Linked DNA regions of Capra hircus: region 2 is linked to region 1. The links are chromatin contacts, called in public Hi-C maps. All regions are on one chromosome and are shown on one strand. Each heading gives the region's core, a stretch centred on a gene start, on an enhancer-like site or on the middle of the called end of the contact. The rest is flanking DNA. Distances are from core to core; before and after follow the strand shown.

Region 1 (4,884 bases), core at 879-3,378:
CTGCAGCGTAGTGAGCCCAGAATGGGATAGTGATGATGAAAAGTAGGTCAGAGATGGCCAAGTTGAGCAGATAGATGTCAGTCATGCTCTTCAGCTTTTTGCAGTTTATCAGGATGAGGACAACCAGCAAGTTGCCCACAAAACCAAAGATGAACACCAGCGAGTAGAGTGGGGGCAAGAGCTGGCCTGCAATTTGCCTCACGTTGATTTTTTGGCATGGCTCTGACATCCCATAATCAATGTCATAGAGGGGAGTTGATGTTTGATAATCCATTTTGCTTGACTCTGTAAATAAAGAAAAGGTGTTTTATAAAGTCCTAGAATGTCCTTAGCAGTCCATCATGAATGCAAACCGTTTTATATACTTAAGTAGGTTTTAAAAATTGATACGTAGATTTCTACATTTAACTGAAGTCCTTTTTTTTGTCAAACAGTGAACTTTTTATATTAGTTTGCTGCTAGCTTCTCTGCTTTGGGTTTCCGTGGTGGCTCAGATGGTAAAGAATCTGCCTGCAATGCAGGAGACCTGGATTCGATCCCTGGGTTGGGAAGATCCCCTGGAGAAGGAAATGGCAACCCACTCCAGTATTCTTGCCTGGAGAATTCCATGGTCAGTGGAGCCTGGTGGGCTACAATCCATGGGGTCATAAGAGTCAGACACGCCTGAGCGACTAACACTCTGTTTACTAGACGGAGAGCATCAATCATCTCACCAAATAAAATTGGATGTTGTGTAGCCACGTGCAGTGAATGAAGCTGTGATAACAATGTCCAGAAACTGGGTCAGGAACTGTCCAACCGTGTCTGTTCTTACTGTCATTCCCTGGAGTTAGCTTACACATAGCATCATTAGGGGCTTGCTGGTGATAATGAACAGTTCTCTAGGGCACTTTGCTTGCTAAGCACTGTTCTAAGCTTCACTTCATTCATTCAGTTAATCCTCAAGGTGACTCAGTGAGGCAGGTCAGGTTTATTGTCCCCGTTTTGCAAATAAGAACCTCAGAGCACAGAGAAGATGAGTAACTTCCCCAAAGACCCACAGGGAGTAAGCAACTAATTTTGAAGGCAGGCAGTGCTGACTGTAACTTATCTGCTGTGGTCCCTGTCTTTCACTCCTTGGTGAGAGAACTACAAGCAGGATTGTCAGCCTGGAGCCTTGATGTAGTCAAAATGAGACAGACTGATGCCCGAGTCCCTGGAGAAGGTCATAGGAGCCAGCAGCCAGTTGTCAAGTCCCGATTCCCATTCTCACATTTTCTCTGAAGTTTGTGTTTGTAGTTTCTGAGCTGCTATGATTAAGGACCCCCTCCCCTAATACATAAGAAGTGGTCAAGTGGACAGTGTTTCATCTCCTAGCATACATCCTGTATTAGCTTTGTTCCTTCGCAACCCACTAACTTGCCTGGTCTATTTAGGTCCCACCGCTTGACTGAGAATTTTCTCTAATTAGTCCCTGTGAGACTCAAGCTCCCAGTACCTCAGATTAAGCAGCTGGGAAAAGCTCACAGAAAAATCTCTCCTTTAAATTCTGAGCCAGAAAAAGAATCAACTAGATTTGCTATGAAAGTTGATTTGATATTTATAACTTGTTATTAATTTGGCCAATTTTCAGGCTTCCTTCTTTCCTTGGCAGAAATAAAAGGAGACTTAGACACAGCTTGTGGTTGGGCACATGTTCAGAGGGCATCCTGCTGAGGAGGTTTTATTTCTCCTAACCAAAAGATCATGTCTGTCAAAGTTTTGGCCAGTAATTATTCTCCGAAAATATCTTTCTTTTGAAAGGTGAGGGCTTTTTATAGTCTTCCATTCATAATCCTGTTTTGTATCTTTGATGTTATCACAGTCTGAAACTGATTCTAAACTCTTAACTTTTTCCTTACTTAAAGATTATAGTTTAAGATAGTTCAGTGAACGCCTGGTGTATTTCTGATGTTTTCTATGGTTTCCTGTAAAGGCTTTTACTCATCACTCAAGCTGCGCTAAGAAATAGGCAAAGTTAGCTGAGAGAGAACTTACCGAGAGAGATTCTCGTAGGGGAACGGATGTCTCAACTCCTCTGACCAGCTGAGCTGTGCAAGTCAAACATATAGACAGCATAAAAGTAGGAAATGCAGTTTCTTCTGAGTTGGGGGCGGAGTTTTACTGACTTAAGTATCTGGCCATGCAAAAAATCATCAAAGACCAGTCCTTTTTTTTTTTTTTTTTCTTAAATTGAGCTTAAAATAGACAGAAAATAGATGTCTGATCTGAAACTTTATTCATGGGTTTCCCTGACTACGCAATTTCTTTTTGCTTCTTAGTTCACCCAACTACCCAAATGGTTAGAAAAAAGAAGGAATTAAAGGATATTAGAACTAGAAGAACATTCATGAGCATCTAGTCAAAGGGCTATGTTTTACTGAAAGAAAGTTCTGTCCAAGAGACAAATGATTTGTACTAGACTGCAGGGCTTATCAATGGGGAGGCTCAGAGGGTGAGAGATTCTGACCCACTTGGTATTTGTGGAAGCCAGCTGAAACTGACTTTAAAGTGGAGGGAACCTCTCACATTAACCCTGTTATCCCCCTAAACCTGGGCTTCCCAGCTGGCTCAGTGGTGAAGAACCTACTTGCTGACACAGGAGATGTGTGTTTGATCCCTGGGATGGAAAGATCGCCTGGAGGAGGAAATGGCAAACCACTTAAGTATTCTTGCCTAGAAAAATGGATGGAGGAGCCTGGTGGGCTGCATACAGTCCATGGGTTTGCAAGAAATCTGACACAACTGAGGGACTGAGCATGCACGCCCCCCCGCTTTGTTCACTCCCTCACTACCCCTTCTTTCCTCCCACAACTCACACACATACACTCATCACCCAATACTGTTTTCCTCTGCAAACTAAAATAGCTGGCTGCTTAAGGGTTTTTACTGTACGTTCACCTGTGAGCTGAACGTATTGCCCATCTTTCTCCAGATCAAGTACCTTGAGGCCACGTCGTTATAAAATGTTAGCCTCCTTGTTCACCGTTTTGCAGCCCTCCAAGGCAGCCCGTGTTTGTGGGTAGTTGCACTGTGCCAGGGACATAGGTAGCAGAGTCCCACACTCCAAGGATACAGTCTATCTGGAATTTCTCTTGAGAATTTTTCAACATGAAACAGGCAGCAAATGGCACAAGAAAAGGGTCAAGTTCAGGATTCTGTTTCAATATCTGCAGTCACCCCAGGCTTCCTTGGTGGTTGGTTACTTATCTAAAAACCTCAATTGTTGACAGCAGAACCGAGAACATAGAACAGAACTGAGAGCCAGCCCCGAGCCACAGGAGGGCCCTCTGCATGCTTTTGTTTCCTCCGTCACAGGCTAAGAAACACGCCAGCGCGGACTGCGATCTGAGAAGACCCCAAACCTGCTGAAGTGGGCTCTGCAGTCAATTGCCTGAACTCAAAGCCTGGCCCTACCCTCAGCTTTCTCATTTGTGGAATGGGCTGGATAATGGTAGTTGCTCCTTGGGATTGTTGGGAGGATTGCTTGAGACATCCAAGTTGAGAATGTAGCGTATAATATACGCTCAAAAAAAAAAATCAGACTTGTACTCATTCAGTGATTCTTTCTTAAGAGAGATTTATTATATAAAATTCTAATAAAATGGGTTTCCTGGGGTCCTTGTCAGCAAAGCAGAAGCTGAAAGGGAGAAGCTAATGACTGGTGCTACAAAGTAGGGGGATATGACTGCTGGGGAAAGCTAGAATAAGGCAGAAAGAATCAGCAACTGGCAATCACAACCAGGGCAATGAATCATGAAAAAAATGTTCAAGTTCATGCTGTATGTGGATTCAAGAGACAGCAGTTGAGAACTGGACTCCAGTCACCAGGCTGGGCTTGCTGCTAAGTCACTTCAGTCGTGTCCGACTCTGTGCGACCCCATAGACAGCAGCCCATCAGGCTCCCTCGTCCCTGAGATTCTCCAGGCAAGAACACTGGAGTGGGTTGCCATTTCCTTCTCCAATGCATGAAAGTGAAAAGTGAAAGTGAAGTCGCTCAGTCGTATCCAACTCTTAGCGACCCCATGGACTCCAGCCTACCGGGCTCCTCCATCCATGGGATTTTCCAGGCAAGAGTACTGGAGTGGGGTGCCATTGCCATCTCCAGGCTGGGCTTAGTCCTCAGCTTGACTCTTTACCACTTGATTTGTACAAGTTACTGAAACTCTCCAGATCTTAGTTTTCTTATCTGTAAAATGGGGGCAAAAAACCCCCAATCACAAATGTGCTTGACAGATCTGTGGTCAAGATCAAACGACGGAACAAGAGTAGAGCCTTTTGTGGGCTGGTTAAGTGGTGTCATACAAAGTATGCTTGAGAAAGCATTTACAAAATGGGTAGCGAATAATACAAAATTTCACAGGAAACGGAATATAATTTTGTCTCATTGAAGAGACCCTTGTGTGTTCACTGGTAATACACTGGGTAGAACTCTTAGATGCTGCAGGACAAACATAATGTTTCTGTGTGTGGCTTTGGTTGCTTTGTACTTTACCACACGGACCTGGGGTTTGTTTGCCCTGTCTTCTGCGGGTTGTCATTGGGGTGGTTATAGACTTGAGGAAACGCTTACCCCCAGAGGGCAGTGTAGAGCAGTGAAGCAGGCTCAAGAGTCCCCCAGACTCTGCTGCTGACTCATTGTGTGCCCTTAGCAAGATCCTACCCCTCTCTGAGCTTCTGTTTCCTATTTTGTCAAATTATGTGCTAGACTTTAGGGGCCCCAGGAGACCTCCCTCCTGAAATACAAAATGACTCCATGGCCAAGTTGCTTTGGAAAAGACACATTTGGGCAATACAGGGTGAAGATTCACAGGCTGAAACAAGGAAGCACAGCTTAGCAGTGTGTGTGTGTCCCCTTTTAGGGGG
Region 2 (5,248 bases), core at 2,446-4,945, 250 kb after region 1:
GAGTGGATATCCTCCCACGCACTCCTAGTGGGTATGACATGGCCTGATGCAGAGGGAACTGACAAACCAAGGCAATAGCATTACCTAAGCCATTCAGAATCACTTACTCCAGAATTTGATGTGAGATTGCCACACGGAAGGAGGCAGACCTGTGGCTGCTGTGGGATCAGACTAAGGGCCTTTTTCTGACATCCCTGGCTCCTTGTGCCGTTGGGCCTGCATTTCTGGTTATGCACCCTGATGGTTTTCCATCCTGCTTGCCGTCTAGGAAACCCCTCAGATTTTTTGGCAAGTGCAGTTGACATCCCTTTCTGTTCATCCACTGACATCTTGTGACATTTGACTAATGCCATGCAAAGTCCTTATTTTGATGTCTGCCCTGCCGCATTGTATATCCCTTCCCAGAGCTCCTGGGGAAGCAGTACTAAACTATTCTGTGTGTGAAGGTGGCCACTGATTGGGTGAAGGGTGGGCATTGACTCAAGAGAGCCCAGCTATAGGCTTTCTGGTCAGGGTGGCCAGCTTCAAGGCAACAGCAATTTCCTAAATGTAACCATATCTCAGCTGCCATGAGAAAAACCCACGAACATGCCTAAAACAAATACATGTTTCCTTTTTCTCTCATGCAGGAGTCTCAGGTCACATGGAAGCTCTATTCTGTAAAGGTGTCAAGGCCCAGGCTCTTTCCACTTTGTTGCTCTGTGCAGTGAGGTGGTGTCCTCGTCGGCACTGCCCAAGAAGGCTCAAAGCATGTCTGCATCCCAACTAGTTGGGGAGGAATAGGAACCCCAGAGGACAAGCCCCTGTCCCTTTAAACCACAGCCTGGAATTCACGCAGGTCACTTTCACTTGCATCACACTGGCCAACGGAAGACTCAGATGTAAGGAAAGCTGAGAGACGTTAGCCCTATTCTAGGCAGCCACGCTGAGCTTAAAATCCAGGGATGTGTGGTTTTGGGAGAGAATGAATAGTAGGGGACATCTCCATTCTCTACTGGTCAGATGGAGAAAGAGAGACGACCGTCTTCCTGGGAGTAGGAGGGGGGAGCGGTGGCACACAGAAGGAGCCACAGCCGTGAGGCCAGCAGAGAGGCTGGGGGCATGGGCAGGCCCCACGCCCCTTGTGCCATGAAACACTGCTCCCAGCCCTGCCCTTCCAGGTGGTGTCCTCCCAGGAAATCTCCTTCCTTTAAAGGGCCTGAGGTACTCAGACATCTTTGCTTTGTGTCCAGGATGTTCAGTCCTCTTGTCGATGAGGTCTGAGCAATATTTTAATCGTGGTTCCATTCTCCAGATGAGAAAACTAAACCTTAGGTGCTTCATCGTCTGTCCTCAGGTCCCCCAGCCCTGGTCGATCAAAGAAGAAAAGAGGCATCAGAATCTGTTGCTTTCAGCCTCTTGATCAGTAAGACAGAAACAAACCACTGATGCACGATGCTATCTGGCTTCCTCTGAATGGAAAGAGATAGAGATCTTGAGAGTCTTGTTTGCTGAGACCACAAGCTCAGTGTGAGTCAGCCATCTAACATAACAGTAGCAGAGATGTGAGACTGACGCGTTTACGTGGGCACTGGACATACAGGCCCTTGCCGAGGTCCCACGTATATGAAGCCCCCCTTGGAGATCACAGTTCAGTTAACCACAGTGCACAGTGGGGCTGGGAAATGTAGGCAAGAAGAGTGGGGTCAGGACATAACCAGCATGGAGAGGGTAGGGTTAGCCTTCGGTCTCGGGGGAGGAAGTCCTTCCCAGACCGGCAGAAGTGGTTCTCAAAGGGGATGGCCAGGGCGATAACTTACCTGGGGATATAACTTTTGAAAATAAGAATCTGAAATCGCTTAACAGGCCTTAACTGATATATAATATGCATGAGCCATTTGTGGGCAAGCTCAATTCAGTTTAGTCACTCAGTCGTGTCTGACTCTTTGCGACCCCATGGACTGCAGCACACCAGGCCTCCCTGTCCATCACCAACTCCCGGAGTTCACTCAAACTCACGTCCATCGAGTCGGTGATGCCATCCAGCCATCTCATCCTCTGTCGTCCCCTTCTCCTCCCGCCTTCAATCTTTCCCAGCATCAGGGTCTTTTCCAGTGAGTCAGTTCCGCGCATCAGGTAGCCAAAGTATTGGAGCTTCAGCTTTAGCATCAGTCCTTCCAATGAATATTCAGGACTGATTTTCTTTAGGATGGACTGGTTGGATCTCCTTGCAGTCCAAGGGACTCTCAAGAGTCTTCTCCAGCACCACAGTTCAAAAGCATCAATTCTCCAGTGCTCAACTTTCTTTATAGTCCACCTCTCACATCCATACATGACTACTGGAAAAACCATCACTTTGACTAGATGGACTTTTGTCGGCAAAGTGATGTCTCTGCTTTTTAACATGCTGTATAGGTTGGTCGTGGCTTTTCTTCCAAGAGAACCCCATGACCAGTATGAAAAGGGTAAGCTCAGAGGGGCAGAAATCCTGCTAACCCTAAGAATGGGCATCTGCCAGACACCCTGGCCATAAGCCAACTGTGCTGTGATAATGAGGGTCTCCATTCTGGTCTAGATGGTCCTCAAGTTAGGATTGGGCAGCATCAGGAGGACAGAGTGGGTGATTATGGTCCTTACCAGCAAGCGCCAGAAGTACAGGTGGTCCTGTAGAGCAACTACTGACCACTGATGGATAAGTCCATCAGAAACCTAACTCAAACCTGCTTGAGCCAAAAAAGGCCACTGTAGGCTGTGCAAGCAAAGCGCACCGAGTGTGCATTTGGGTAGAGCTGGACCAAGTTCCACTGGATTTAGAGAGTCAGCTGTCGCCAGGGCTTCTCTCTCCACCTACATCTTCATTGACTCAGGCTGCTGTAACAAAACCCCATAGACAGGGAGGTTTAAAGAGCAGGCATCTATTCCTCGTAGCTCTGGAGGTTGGTAAGTCCAAGACCAGAGCACTGGCGTGCTTAGCTCCCACTTCTTGGCTAGCAGACGGCCACCATCTCTCTGTATCCTCACACGATCTCTTCTTTAGTGTGAGTGCAAGTGGGGAGAGAGAGTATGAACTCTGGTGTCTCTTCCTCTTGTGAAAAGTGCACTAATCCCATTATGGTGGGCCCATAATTATGGGGGGCTCATTCACAAAGAGACTGGAGAATGAGCAGGCTTCCCTGTGGGAGCGAGACCCCAGAAGTGAGGCAAAGATCTGGTCCCAGAACTGGAGTAGGCCTGGAGCCAGAGGCCACAAGGGGCCTCCATGGGTGTGAGGCCCGGGATCTAGGCTCCAGCCTCCTTAGAGATGCGCTAGAAGGGAGCTGAAGGTGATGTCGGCTGTGGAAAGAAGGAGGCTACAGAGGCGGAGAACTTGGCCAAGCCTCACAGCTGTCAGTCCATCCCAGCAACACCTCCAGAACCGCTACAAGGAAATGCAACAAGATTAGAACTTGTGGTGCCTCTCTCTCCATCAGCAACTTTGAATCATCACCCCTTCTTTTCACTGATCAGCACTTTCAAGGTAATTGCAAGGACTCCAGAGGAAACGTTTCATCTTTGTAGCTGCTGGCATGAAAACTTTGTGAAGGAGAAAAGTCTTTGAAAAGTCCACTTTTCAAGGGTAGAAAGGGACCTTCCAGCCTGGCCTTGGAGCTGGTATCCACTTTTTTGCAGAAGGGAGGAGATTCTTACGGAGCATAAAAGAGGAGGGAGGAGTGGGACTGGGCGCTGGGGCAGGCGGCCCGGGGAAAAGAGAGATGCCACCACGGCCCAGAGGAAGTTCGAGGGGCTTGCTGGGTATGTGCGTGTGAGATTAACTTTGCCTAGTGCACTCTGCCCAGCTGAAATCTTTTTTTTTTTTTTTTTTTTCCAAGCATGCCGTGCTTCATGCAGAATCCTAGTTCCCTGACCCAAGGATCAAACCTGCACCGCTGCAGTGAACATGTAGAGTCGCAACCACTGGACCACCACGAAAGTCCCTCAGCTGAAATCTTCAGTCAGTTCTCCACTGCTCATTAATGCAGCTCCTATCCCTGGGGTTACAACTGACCAAAATCAATTTCATCATGTATAATCGTACAGGTCCTTTTGGTTAATAATAGCAGCCACCAAGAGTTAAGGGAGTTGAAAATCACCTACTCCCTGTACCCTCACTCCATCAGGTTACCGTAAGAGCAAGTTTCAGAATGAATTAGGCCCTGAAGACAGACATTTCTGAGCAAGGAGGTAGTACATTCAAGTGCAATCATTTGGGGCCACAAAGAGGTGGTGAGAATGAAAATGAAGACTTCAGGCAAAGATGAACAAACCTTAGGGGGAACTACTATAAATGGATTTTCGGTATGTTTATTTATACACCTGTTACTTCATTCAAAAAGTCACTAGAGGCAGTGACGACTTGTTTGGCTTTATCAGCAGGGAAGAAATACAATAAAACATGAATGGCATACAAACGTGCCTTGCCCACTGAAAAGCATGAACTAGCTTTGTTCTCCAAAGGTGTCAGCATTGCAGATGCAAACGTAGGACCTTGTAGCTCTCAAACCAAGCACCCCTCCTGCCTCCTGAAGACCCAAAGGGAATTATGGGAGGAGTCGGTTTCACCTGTCCAGTGCAGCGGCAGGGAGGAGGTCCAGTCCAGCAGGTGGGGCCGGGTGTCTGGAATCCGGTACAAAACCATGCAAAATGCAGACCTAAACCAAGAGAGCGTCTGACATTGGGGTCCAGCCAGCCAGGCGCCGAGAGGGGTAGAACTCAGAAAACAACAAAGAGAACCCCGAGAGCAGTGGTCTTCCCAAATCCAGGAAGATGGGCAGCAGGTAGGAGGGCGCCTGGGACAACAGTAGCTTATAAGGCTGTGGTCACTGGAGTGAAATTTTGAAAGAGCCCTGAGCAGAAACTGAGAAAGACAGGAGTAATAAGAGAGGTTCTGGAGGGACTGCACCACTGTGAGGTAGAAACTGCATGCAGAGAGAGAGAAAAACCCCAGTTACTGAAGGCAGGTACAGGTGGGGGGCACCTGGTCACACCTGAAGATGAGGCCTGAGTGGCCAGCGAGCTCTCCTTAAATGCCACTTCTTAATGTTAGAATTAATCTCGGAAACAGAAATAATATTTTAAATAGGATACATTCAGCTAGAAGTAAGCAGAAACTGAACTGAAAGTAGCGAAACAACAAGGAGGCTGTTGACTCATGGGAAGTTCGGCGGCACAAGGCAGTGGCTCCGAGTCCCTTTGCTGGTGACCATCTTGCCTCTGCCTCGCTCAGGCTGCA

What was found. Hi-C and Micro-C count contacts between places; a contact is called where the count stands out from the background.
Region 2: a contact with region 1 is called in a Hi-C map of blood, with 6 times the contacts expected there. The contact joins the enhancer-like site here to the promoter of CCR5 in region 1. A contact is called at or near these places in 3 of 5 Hi-C or Micro-C datasets (all in blood).

Annotation. Positions count from the first base shown.
Region 1 is chr22:53,050,104-53,054,987 of ARS1.2, forward strand. It overlaps CCR5 (C-C chemokine receptor type 5), which reads right to left and starts at 2,129. Exons shown (of 2, transcript XM_005696038.2): 1 at 2,017-2,129; 2 at 1-285. The coding sequence starts at 274.
Region 2 is chr22:53,297,611-53,302,858 of ARS1.2, forward strand. No RefSeq gene overlaps it. Among named protein-coding and RNA genes, the nearest start is that of XCR1, 29 kb to the right of the region's middle. Within about 2 kb of position 3,696, at least 1 of the 5 cell types and tissues checked has an H3K27ac peak or open chromatin away from gene starts, as enhancers often do.